Regions from separate parts of the Mus musculus genome. Here region 1 is linked to region 2. The links are chromatin contacts, called in public promoter capture Hi-C maps. All regions are on one chromosome and are shown on one strand. Each heading gives the region's core, a stretch centred on a gene start, on an enhancer-like site or on the middle of the called end of the contact. The rest is flanking DNA. Distances are from core to core; before and after follow the strand shown. Region 1 overlaps Akt3 (thymoma viral proto-oncogene 3). Region 2 overlaps Sdccag8 (serologically defined colon cancer antigen 8).

What was found. Promoter capture Hi-C pulls out the DNA fragments that hold promoters and counts their contacts.
Region 1: a contact with region 2 is called in a promoter capture Hi-C map of hippocampal neurons, with 2.0 times the contacts expected there. The contact joins two enhancer-like sites. A contact is called at or near these places in 4 of 39 promoter capture datasets (the HPC-7 cell line, hippocampal neurons, liver and 1 more), 4 of 484 Hi-C or Micro-C datasets (cerebral cortex, cortical neurons and pancreatic cancer cells) and 1 of 115 datasets of contacts at active chromatin or transcription factors (embryonic basal ganglia).

The regions. Positions count from the first base shown.
Region 1 is chr1:177,149,410-177,152,109 of GRCm38.p6, reverse strand. All of the region lies in intron 1 of Akt3 (thymoma viral proto-oncogene 3), which reads left to right. Among named protein-coding and RNA genes, the nearest start is that of Akt3, 98 kb to the left of the region's middle. Within about 2 kb of position 1,394, at least 80 of the 459 cell types and tissues checked have an H3K27ac peak or open chromatin away from gene starts, as enhancers often do. A contact at or near this core is called in cortical neurons and hippocampal neurons, where this site is marked.
Region 2 is chr1:176,928,645-176,931,344 of GRCm38.p6, reverse strand. The region is part of intron 13 of Sdccag8 (serologically defined colon cancer antigen 8); the gene reads right to left. The region is part of intron 3 of Gm15423 (a long non-coding RNA gene); the gene reads left to right. Among named protein-coding and RNA genes, the nearest start is that of Gm15423, 11 kb to the left of the region's middle. Within about 2 kb of position 1,419, at least 17 of the 459 cell types and tissues checked have an H3K27ac peak or open chromatin away from gene starts, as enhancers often do. A contact at or near this core is called in cortical neurons and hippocampal neurons, where this site is marked.

The DNA of each region.
Region 1 (2,700 bases), core at 145-2,644, 220 kb before region 2:
GTTAGAGTTTTTTGGGGAGGAGGTTTGTTGGAATAATGTTTCTTTAAAAATTTTACTTTAAATGTCCCCCACATTGATCAGAAGGATACTTGCAGCAAATTGTAGTCGCTTAGACGGCTGCTTTTACTTCCCTAGAAACTTTGAGGATTCCCATGAGTTCTAGTTGAATAGTATGTGTTTAGAACATAGATGATAGTAGTTAGGTAAACACACTATCTGAAGAGGAACATTGATCCCATTAAAGTAAATTTACCAGTGTTTAAACCAGTAAACTAATGGAACATAATTTTCTAGGTTTTTATTTTTTTTGTCAAAAGAAAAGTTGGATGTTAGAGCTTGATAACAGTTTATTAATGCTGTTAAAGTCTTTTTTTTTTAAGCAGTGAGATGTTAAAGAATTTTGAAGTGGACAAAAATATTAGAGTGTATCTATATCTAAGCATAAATATGCTTATTTATATTTTTATAGTTTATACATATCAAGCATAAATTATATATGTATTTGTGTGTGTGTGTGTGAGTGAGTGAGTGAGTGAGTGAGTGAGTGAGAAAACTATTCTATACTGTATTTTGTCAGTCTAGAACAGTGCTTGGCACAGTACTATGTAATAGCAGAATTTCTAACAAAACAAAACAGTTCTAGGGCACATAGAAGGAAGTGTTTCTTCTAGGTTTACTAATATGTATGAGTGAGAGTTCTATGTGCATTAATGAAATTAAACAGATGAGATTAGTAAAAGGTCATTCTCATGGAGGCCTTATCTCTGAGGTTGCTGTAGAAATCTTATCCACTATCATACTTTATTTTGTTGGAATTTTCTGAATTACTAACAACTTAAAAACACTTCAATGAACTTGTATTTGTTAAGTTTTTTTTTTTTAAGAGTTAAGAAAGACACTTTACAAAGTGGACTCATTGTTTAATTTTGTTTTGCATTTTACTAGATTGCTGTGCTAGGCCAATAAATTAAACCTAGGCAGTTCTGTTGCTAATTACACAAAACTTCTCTTGGTATCAGATATTCAAATCCATTTTATGAATATGGTAGAGAGAATAACAACTGTAAAACAAAGCAGTATGCATGTAAGTGACTGTTAGCGTGCATTTCAGAAAGGATAAATGCTCACCATATGGTACAATTACTGTGTCCAAGTTTTCAAATTAGCTTCTCTCATCCTCCTTATTACTGTCTTTAAAAAGAGAGGAAAAAAACCCAACATGATTTATCTACTCTGCAACAGAACTCTTGACGCAAAACAGCAGCCCAGTTCTGTCCAGTTTTTTTTTTTCCTTAGCATAATAGAGGCTGTCGGACTTTTTTTTTATACTAATTACTGTGTGAGCCTCAGATGAACCCCTTCAATTCACAGGGCTTTGTTAAGGGAGGAGCTGTCAATGTGTCTGCCCGTTTGCAGCTGTGCTGTGGCTTTAGCTTGCTTAACATTATGCTGCTTTTTAGACTTGACAGAAGGGATTTTTTTTTTTTATTAAGGCAAAGCAGCCTTGTAACGAAATGGTTTAAGCAGCTGCATTGTAGGGAAGCACAAAGAAGTTATTATTGTGTCTGTTTTGGGGGGGGGGCGGTAAAGGGGGAGATATTCGGCTGCTGTTGATGCCGATTGTTGACTTGCCATCTGCCAGATAGGGAGAAGAAAAAAATGACAGCTCCAGCAGGGTGTTCAAGAGGTTGTTTGGAGAGACGCATAAACATGTGCAGATGTCGAACTGAATAATAGCTAGAGCTGGAGACGGTTTATGATGCTGCTGATGTTTGTGCATATACAGAATGAATGTATGTGTGCATTTGGTTAACCAAGGGTACATACTAATTATCATTGTTTTCCTGCATGTCCCCCTCCTCTGATTTTGTTAATTAGTTTAGGAGTGTAATACTTCCTCTTCCTTCTCTTGTTCACGTCTAAGCTTTAAAAAAAAACTTTCTTAAATGGCAATATAAACTTTCTTACTTTTCTACAAAGACAGTAGAAAACCCAGTTCATTAATGTTTGATGTGAATTTCTAACTGGTAACAAAAACTTTTGATTAGTAATCTTTTAGTTCAGTTACCATCTTCTTAATGATTCCACTGACAATTTAACTGGGCAGCACTTAAAACTATCATTTGAAAGTGGGTTGATTTATTCTATAGTTTACTACTAGAGTAACTTAATTAACTTAATATCACATTTATTTTCTTGAGTAATTCTATAAAACTTTAAACCCAGATGTTCCCTGTGCTGCAAGAAAGAGAGAGAGAGAGAGAGAGAGAGAGAGAGAGAGAGAGAGGCAGAGAGACAGAGAGAGAGGAGGTGTGAGTTACATTGGCCTTATTTTTAAAAATAATATTCTTTCTCTTTGTTTTTGTGTCTTTTAATGGCTGGAATCCTCATCAAGCATTAATGAGTTGATTTTTTTTCCCCCCTTGGCCTTTTGTGGCATTAGGTCTTAGATTTTTGAATATCTAGAATCCTCTTAGGTACATATGTAGAAGTAAGTGTATTTATTCAAATGTTTTCCTTTCATCTCAGATAATTGAATGATACAGTGATGTTATATAGAGGTTTTCCAAGTTTTTTTTTTTTTTTTAAGAATACTTCAGTTTTTGGTAAAAGTTGAATAGCAGTATGAATGAAATGACTAAAAGAGAGAGCCTCAGTTTTTAAATTTCCCCTTTAAAACTCTGTAGGAATTTTTAATTA
Region 2 (2,700 bases), core at 170-2,669:
TACTAGGTGAAGACGGAGCTGATGTCGTTCACATCTTTAATGCCAGTTTTCCTAAAACAGCATATGGGTGTAGGATGCAAGGTAAAACATTCAGCTCCTTAATAAAGAACTGATGTTAGCTTCTCTTCATTCTGAATGTGCCTGCCTAGCTGCTCTGCTTTTCTAAGAACTACACAGGCTGGAGACACTATCATTTTCCCCGCTTTATTGATCTCTGACTGCCAATGTTATTTTGACAACAGAGGATATTCATTTTTCACCCTTTTTTCTCAGTTACCTTTAGGCAAAACCTGCTTTGAGACATGAAAATATTGCAGTACTGTAGGACAAAGACCTGGGAGGTTTTCATAGACTTGATGAGAGAGAAGACGGGTTTGCAAGATTCTGTTTAAGAGTTAGAAGAGACTAAATGACAACTTTAAATCTGCCACAATCATTTACTAATGTGCCGCTATATCAAATAAGTCTGATTTTTTGACAGCACCAAATTAGATTTATTGCAGAAACTGCTGCATAAATAGCATATGGCTATGTTATACCACCTATTTCAAATCCTGGTAATGTTTCCCCCTCCCCCCTCCAAAATGAATAATTTGAGCCAAGCTATAAACCTTCTGGAAAAATAAAAAGGAGAAAGGAAGATACAAGTTTGAAAACAGACGTAGGAGACCTGAATCTTGTTGTCAAAGGCATAGCATTTGAATAAATGTGCTGACCTATCTGGAATTATGGCTCTTCAATGCACAATTAAATTTAACAGGTTGGCTTCTCATTTTTGCACAGTAATTTGATTTTTGTTTTAAGGTTTGGGCTCTAAATTATGCTTAGATTTTGTTGTTTAGTCCACAATTACATGGAGCAAAAAGGACGAGCAAGTGGCTGTAAGTCAACCATAGCTTGAATTAGGTTATTAAGAATTATTAAGGAGAAACATACATATCACCTGGTTGCTTTTAGTTTTCATTTGTGAGAAATCATACCAGGAAGTCTTTTCTAATTTTATGTATAGTCCTGATGCTGCAAACTGTGGATAAAATATAGAGCGATCACTTGGCGTGCTACAGTGGAGAAGAGAACGGCAGAGCCACACATGCTGCAAAAATCAAAGTTCCACAGAAGCTGACATTGAAAACTCATGCAACGAATTCAGAGATGGGCAGTACCTCCATTCCCAGTCTCTCTCCAACACCCAACCCCACCCCCAAGTTTGAGACACTCCAACTCAATTCTCCCTTTTGAACAAAAGTTTCAGTGCGTCCATCGATGGGAAAGGCATTGCAAGGTCTTCCCGCAGACCAATGGGCACACCGCTGCACACACCGTGGCACTGAGCTACCCCGCAGGCTCCCTCTCTGTGGTCAGTCTTCCCAGCTGCCCTATCTGTTACTGTCTGATTAGTTCTGCTAAGGAGCCCCTCCCCTGCCAGCTTTCAGTGCCATCTGTTCCACACAAGATGGCTGCTGCCCAGCAACCTAACACTGCCCTCCTACCTGGCACCCGGCTACCATCCTTACCCCAAAGTGCTAACACAGGTTCTCGCTGCTGGCAGAGTCAGGGTTTCATTACTACTACTTTGACAAGTGCAGGGTTGTTTGTAATTTCTCTTTTATCCTGATTTTGATTGTACAACCACCTCCCACTGATTCAGTTTGCTTCAGTTTTGTTGCTCACAGATTTCACTCTCCACATTAATCTCCCTCTGGCATGTTACTGCATCTGTTCCCTTTTTTATTATTAATTTTCAAATTCCCACCATTTTTGACAAAAAGGAGGTAATCTACACTCTGTTTCTGCCCATTTCATTTTCTTTAATTTGGAAGATAAGTATGAAAGCATGCCAAAGAAGTTAATTCTCCGTTAACAGTTTGTTTTCTGGCATCCCTAAGCCTTTGTATATGAAAGACAGATAGGATAAATGTTGACAAAATCACAGCAACAGAGTCGGACCATTCCTGACTCTAATGGAAAGCAAGCACATAAAGCAACATCTAAGATGTTTTTAGTGCTAGGAGTCGTCTCCAGCACCGTGACTCCCTCTACTTTTACAGATAATTTTTTTGTGAAAGTCAGCCTGGGTGCAGGATCAAAATTTGGGTTCCTCTATAGTTCTGACATGGGCTTTCTTTTTGTTGTAGATGGATTTCATTGTTCCTTAATAGGATTATCATCCTTTCTCGGCTGAAACATTGCTGACCAATTCAACCACTAAGGATTCTGAATAGATGTCTTCTTTCAGGGAGAGAAAGAACCCAAGTGCCAGCAGTGCTCACAGGAGAACTTAAGGAGCCCTGGGCTGCAACGCTGCTGCCATTAGCAAAGGACAATATCAGGAAGGAAAGGATGGCTTTCCCTCTAAAGACAAAGACTAAAGTTAGAAAAGAGGGAGTACTCTCTGTAGCCTTAATTTGTCAACGCTATAACCTTGCCAACAAGGGCTACCTAGAGTAATGGATCATGCCCTCAACTAGCCTCAAGTTTTCTAGACTGAACATTGTGACGGCTGATTACCATCATCATCATCTTTTTATATGAATTCGTTTTAAAGCATTGAAGTCTCTGAACAAGCAGAAGCATAGAAGCACAGCCCCTCTCTCTAATTTACAGAACTTTGTGTTAACATGATTTTACATATCCATGCATCCTCATCAAGACTCAGATATGATTTCTAGAAAATGAAGGGCAGTTGACAGAACAAGGATG